Regions from separate parts of the Ovis aries genome. Here region 2 is linked to region 1. The links are chromatin contacts, called in public Hi-C maps. All regions are on one chromosome and are shown on one strand. Each heading gives the region's core, a stretch centred on a gene start, on an enhancer-like site or on the middle of the called end of the contact. The rest is flanking DNA. Distances are from core to core; before and after follow the strand shown.

Region 1 (2,880 bases), core at 274-2,773:
GTTCTTATGTTTAGGTTTTATTTGCATGACACCAAAGTGTGAGTCAGTTGGCTCATTGCATTTTGCATACATCGCGCATAATGAATACTAAAGTGAAGATTTTCTTTTCACATGAGTAAAACTGAAAACGTTTTTCTCTGCCAAATCTGCTTTGATGAAAAACAGAAACCTAAAATGTTGGGCAGTATATGGTAAAGTAATCTTTCCACAATCCAATCTTCTGAGCCATGGGAGACTTTGTTTCTTGCCTTTTTTATGTTATACATACTTCAATATTCTTTAAATTTGACAAGTGAGATAAAAGAAAACCATACTCAAATTCTCTAATTTAATCAAAGTGTGAGGTGCAACATTTGCGTATGTATGTTTGTGTATTTGTGTAGGTACGATTGCCATATGATTTTGTACTTTATAAAATATGCTATATATGTTGCCTTATAATAATTCAGACCTATTCTTAAAAATGTAGAAAAAAGAAATAATTATAAAGGTAGAAAACTGAAATAGCCCCAAATCTTAATAGGGATAGCACATCAAAAAAAAAATAATAATAACACTTTTCTTATGCTAAGCTCTTGTCAGCCTCTGTCTATTCTCACTTCCTTCCATGTCTTGTTTTCACTCTTTTCAGTTTACAATATGTTTTAATATCTAGTATTGCAGATATAGCCCTCATTACTTTAAATGGAATTACATTGCCTCTCTGGAATAATATGTGAGAGAACTTTGTGGCACATCCTGTGTACAGGGGAACAATCTTCCTGGGGGTTTTCTTTTGCTTTAGCATCCCAATTCAGAAACTCAGCCTGTTCAGTTTCTTCTTGGAGAAACACCCTCCACTGTGTTTTTCATCTGCTTGCTGATTTGCTTGTTGTGGCCCCTCCTCAATGACACTGCCCTACCTTCACCAAATTATGAGCTGTTCAGGTTTTCTCAAATTATTGCCCAGATGTTCCACACTTTCACAAGAAGGCGAACATAAACCTCTTTAATGAGTCCCCCTGCATAGCTCTAGAAGAAAGTTCCCAAGTTTAGGGTCCAGAGATAGTAGCCTTCAAATTTTCCAGCATGGATGTAAATCATGGTTGGCAGAATAACAGCCCCTCAAAGGTGTCCATGTACCAGGAATCTCTGAATATGTTACCTTGCGTAGCAAACGTCACTTTGAAGATCTGATTAAGTTCAGAACCTTGAGATGGGGAACTTATCCTAGGTTAACCAGGTGACTCCAACTTAATTTATGTGTGCTTACAAGTAAAAAAGCTTCTATTATGGAACTCAGGTTTGGTTGTCTACTGCTCAAGTCAGTAATTCAAGAGGCAAGTGTCAGTAGAAAGGAAAGGCATTTTAATCAGAAAAGCCAGCAACCTAGAGAAGGTGGGCTCATGTCCAGAGAGCAACTCCAAAGATTCTGCTCAGCCATGAGTTATTAAAGGGAAAAATAGAGAGGAGGGTGGCAAATCTCAGTGAGTCATTGAGGCAGGATGTTGGGATCTGAGTCATTCTCCATTGTGTGAAGACTGGCTTACTCTGTCTTCGTATGTTATATTTCCCAAGTGATCTGCTTACAGGATTCCTTAGGTGGGTGTTGGGAGCAGAAAGCCAGTCATTTTTTTATGACTTAATTCTTCTTTCCATACTTCTTTTTATCTAGGAAAAAACTGACAGGTTAGGTAAGGCATGGCGTGCATTCAGGAAAACAGAAGTCAGGAGTTAGTTTCAATTGCTCAATGACCTAATGCCTATAATTAGGTTCTTGTAAGGTTAGAGGGGAACAGAAATGGGCAAACAGGAAAGGGGCAAAAAGCTGTTTTCATTTTCACAGCTGTGGTCAGAGGAAGATGAGACTAGGAAAATGACTCAAAGAATGCTTTGAAGACAGAGGAAGGTGCCTTAAGCCAAGCAATGTGAGAGTTCTCTAGAAGCTGGAAAAAGGCAAGGGATCAAATTCTCTCAGCGTATGCAGGAAGAAACGTGGCTCTGCCAGCACCTCGATTTTACCCCAGTGAGACCTGTATGAGATTTCTGATTTATAGCACTGTAGATAATTAGGTTTGTGTTGTTTTAAGCTCTTAAGTTTGTGGTTATTTGTTACAGCAGCAATGGAAAATTAATACCCAGGTGTCTTCAAGGTTTGTTGTTGTGGTTGTTGTTGTTGTTGTTGTTGTGTGTGTTTCAATTATCATATTGGACCTTTCCCTGGGATTACTGGGGAAAAGAGGAGGTGCAAGGGAGTTAGATACTTGTACTCTTTGCCCACAGTACCAAAAAGTTCTGTAGTGGGAGCTTTTAGAGAAGGAGGGAGGGAGAGGAAAAGGAAGTGTTGCAGGAAGGGGGACCCTTTCCAGGGCCCAAAACTGGGCTCTTGTCTAACACTTGGACATGAATTGTCCGAGGAGACACGTGCTCACAAAGCAAGAGATTTTATTGGGAAAGGGCACCTGGGTGGAGAGCAGTAGGGTAAAGCCAGGAGAACTGCTCTGCCATGTGGCTTGCAGTCTCGGGTTTTATGGTGATGGGATTAGTTTCCGGGTGGTCTTTGGCCAATCATTCTAATTCAGAGTCTTTCCTGGTGGTGCACGCATCGCTCAGCCAAGATGGATACTGGCTAGAGGGATTCTGGGAAGTAGACGGACATGCGGTGTTTCCTTTCCACCTTTCCTGAGCTCTTCCAGCTGGTGGTGGCATATTAGTTCCATATTCCTTATCAGGATCTCCTGTCATAAAACAACTCATGCAAATGGTTACTATGGTGCCTGGCCAGGGTGGGCGGCTTCAATCAGTGTTCTTCCCCTAACAACTCCCCTCTGAGAGACTTCATACTCAAGATATCTCTTGGGAATTGGGGTGGAGGTCTCTTTCTTCTGTAACTTCTTCCTG
Region 2 (2,880 bases), core at 229-2,728, 750 kb before region 1:
AATGAGAAGAACCGAGTCATTGGAAAAGACCTTTAAGCTGGGAAAGACTGAAGGCTGGAGGAGAAGGGGACGACAGAGGATGAGATGATTGGATGGCATCACTGACTCGATGCACAGGAGTTTGAGTAAGCTCCAGAAGTTGGTGATGGACAGGGAAGCCTGGCATGCTGCAGTCCATGAGGTCGCAAAGAGACGGACTGAACTGAACTAAACCTCCCTTTTAGTGTTAGATATAAAAGAAAAGTCCACTAGATGGCGGTATTGGAATGCAGTCTAATATGTCTCGTCATCTTATGCCTGTATAATACCCTCAGTTTGAAGTCTATTGTAGCTTGTCAATTTGGCTTTCAAATCAGGTCTGTTCCCCCCTGAACTAAATGGATTGGTATGATTTGGTATCTAGGTAATAGACCAGGGAATATTTTCAGAGACCCCCAGGGGACAGTGGGCAAAAACAATGGAGAGACATTTTTTGTCCAATTCTCATTTAGATCACTTCTTTGCCAGTATTTTTGGTTACTGATGCTATGCCACTGATATTTAGGAACAGTCTCTTTTGACCCTGGTTGCTGCTCTAGGTTATGGATACCTCACCCAGTTTGTCTCCTCAGCGGACTGCTGATTTTATTAGATTCCTAACTGTTAAGAATTAAGAGATCTTTGCCAGTTTGTCCAATGCTTCTTCAAGGATGGTCACCGGACCAACAGTATCACTTGGGAATTTGTTAGGAAGGCAGAATCTCAGTGTGCTGTGTGCTAAACTGCTTCAATCCTGACCGGCTCTTTGCAACTCTATGGACTGTGTAAGCCAGTCAGGCTTCTCTGTCCATCGGATTCTCCAGGCTGGAATTCTGGAATAGGTTGCTGTTCCCTTCCCCAGGGGATCCTTCCAACACAGGGATCAAATCTGAGTCTCTTGATCTCCTGCTTTGGCAGGCAGATTCTTTACCACTAGCACCACCTGGGAAGCAGAGATTCTCAAGGCCAAAGCCAAATCTGCTGAATGGGATACTCAGACAGCAGGGCCCAAAGATTTGGACTTTTACAAGCCCTGCAGGTAATTCTAATGCACACTGAGCTTCAGAAACGCTGGGCCAGGTTCTTCTTGGTAAGAAAACTCTCCATTTGGGCTAACCTCTTTCCTGAAAGTCCGTAAAGAACTTTTGAAGGCAGACAGGTGGATGAAGGGAAATTTTGAAGGCGAGCCTGTGTTTCATTTGGCTTACAGAAAGGGCTAGCTCTGCTGTCGCTTCGGGTTTTGCTGTCACTACAGAGCCCTTCCACCGCAGTAATATTTAAGCCTGTGTCTAGCTTGTCATTGATGTGGGAAAGTAGGATTTGCATTCTTTGAGTGACGCCGTAATAAGCCCAGGATGACCGCCAGATGGCAGCCTCGTTCCTACGCAGTCTGTGTTTCCGAAAGGCAGGCTCTGGCTCTTTAGTCAAAGAAAGGCGAAACGGTGGCAGCGGTCGTTTATTGGCGAGGCTGTTTGTCTCTTTCTCTATTGCAGCTGAAGTCAGAGCCCGCGGGGCGGGGCGGGGCGGGCGGTAGGAGGGTGGAGAGGAATTGTGTAGCGTGTCACGGAGCTACTACGTGAGACTGCGATCCACCATTGTACCATTTCACTGAGTAAATGCGGGGAAGGCTGCGAAGGTTCCGCAGGAGGTGAACCGTCGGGTGAAGCTCAGACAAGCGCAGTCAGCTCAGACGGGTGTCTGGAACAGCTCTGTCTTCTGTCCTTTGACGAACGCTCGGTACCTGCACATCCAAAGGACCCAGGGGGAGCTTTTAGATAGATTGATGCCCAGGCTGCACCCCAGACCAGTCCCGTCCCAAGCTCGGGGTAGCTCCCTGCCTTCAGTACAGTTTAAACCTTCCCGGATGATTCAATGTGTATCTGGGTCTGGGGATCACTATATTAAAGACACTGAGCTTAAATTTGTGGCAAAGTTGTTTCAACGGAGAAACCTTGGTTGTTGTCTCATGTCCTAGTATGAATTTAACAGTGGAGGGTTTTTTTTTTTTTTTTTTGTCTTGATGTTCTGTTATTCAAATGGAGAGATCTTGTTATACAAAAGAAAGGCATCACTCCGTGCCCCATCCCCACCCCCGCCCCAATTTCTACTCCCTTTCTCCTTCCTTCTCTGGCTGAAAATCCATGCTTGTGGCTACAAGTTAGGGCCTATTACCGCTACATATAAGGAAAATTTTTACCCAAATTCTATAACCAGTGTTCTGAGTTTAAAATACTCTCATTTCCTTTTGCCGTTGGCCACGTTTTTAGGCGCCCTCAGGCTACAGTCCTTATTTTAAAGGCAATGATAGTAAAAGAAAATTACATCAGACTTGATTAAAGGCTGCTATTTTTATCTCATTAGCTAGTACTGAATAGATGGAATGAAGATATCCTATAATAATTGCTTGCAAAATTCTGTAGAAATACTCGAATATCAAACGCCTCTTGTTCTGAACAAGGTAAGCTTCGTGAAATGTGTGAATATTTCTACTCTATTGTTGACTTTAAAAATATTCACAACCTAAAATATGAGAATTCTCTTTTATTCGGTGGGAAGTTTTAGGACTTCAGACCCTGCAGACAGCATCTTAAGTGACCCTAAGAGAACTGCTCTGAGGAGGAGAGGGGAAAAGCCAGGTTATATAGAAATTTTACAACAAAGGGCAGGTAATCTGACCATCAAAAGATTATTGTTAATTACCAGTCAATCCTAAAGGAAATCAACGCTGAATATTCATTGGAAGGACTGATGCTGAAGCTGAAGCTCCAATACTTTTGCCACCTGCTGCGAAGAGCAAACTCATTGAATAAGACTCTGATGCTGGGAAAGACTGAAGGCAAAAAGGAATAGGGGGTGGGCAGA

What was found. Hi-C and Micro-C count contacts between places; a contact is called where the count stands out from the background.
Region 2: a contact with region 1 is called in a Hi-C map of muscle, with 5 times the contacts expected there. The contact joins two enhancer-like sites. A contact is called at or near these places in 4 of 16 Hi-C or Micro-C datasets (hypothalamus, muscle, skin fibroblasts and 1 more).

Annotation. Positions count from the first base shown.
Region 1 is chr2:129,207,759-129,210,638 of ARS-UI_Ramb_v3.0, reverse strand. No RefSeq gene overlaps it. Among named protein-coding and RNA genes, the nearest start is that of UBE2E3, 270 kb to the right of the region's middle. Within about 2 kb of position 1,523, at least 3 of the 54 cell types and tissues checked have an H3K27ac peak or open chromatin away from gene starts, as enhancers often do.
Region 2 is chr2:129,956,084-129,958,963 of ARS-UI_Ramb_v3.0, reverse strand. No RefSeq gene overlaps it. Among named protein-coding and RNA genes, the nearest start is that of TRNAS-GGA, 57 kb to the right of the region's middle. Within about 2 kb of position 1,478, at least 17 of the 54 cell types and tissues checked have an H3K27ac peak or open chromatin away from gene starts, as enhancers often do.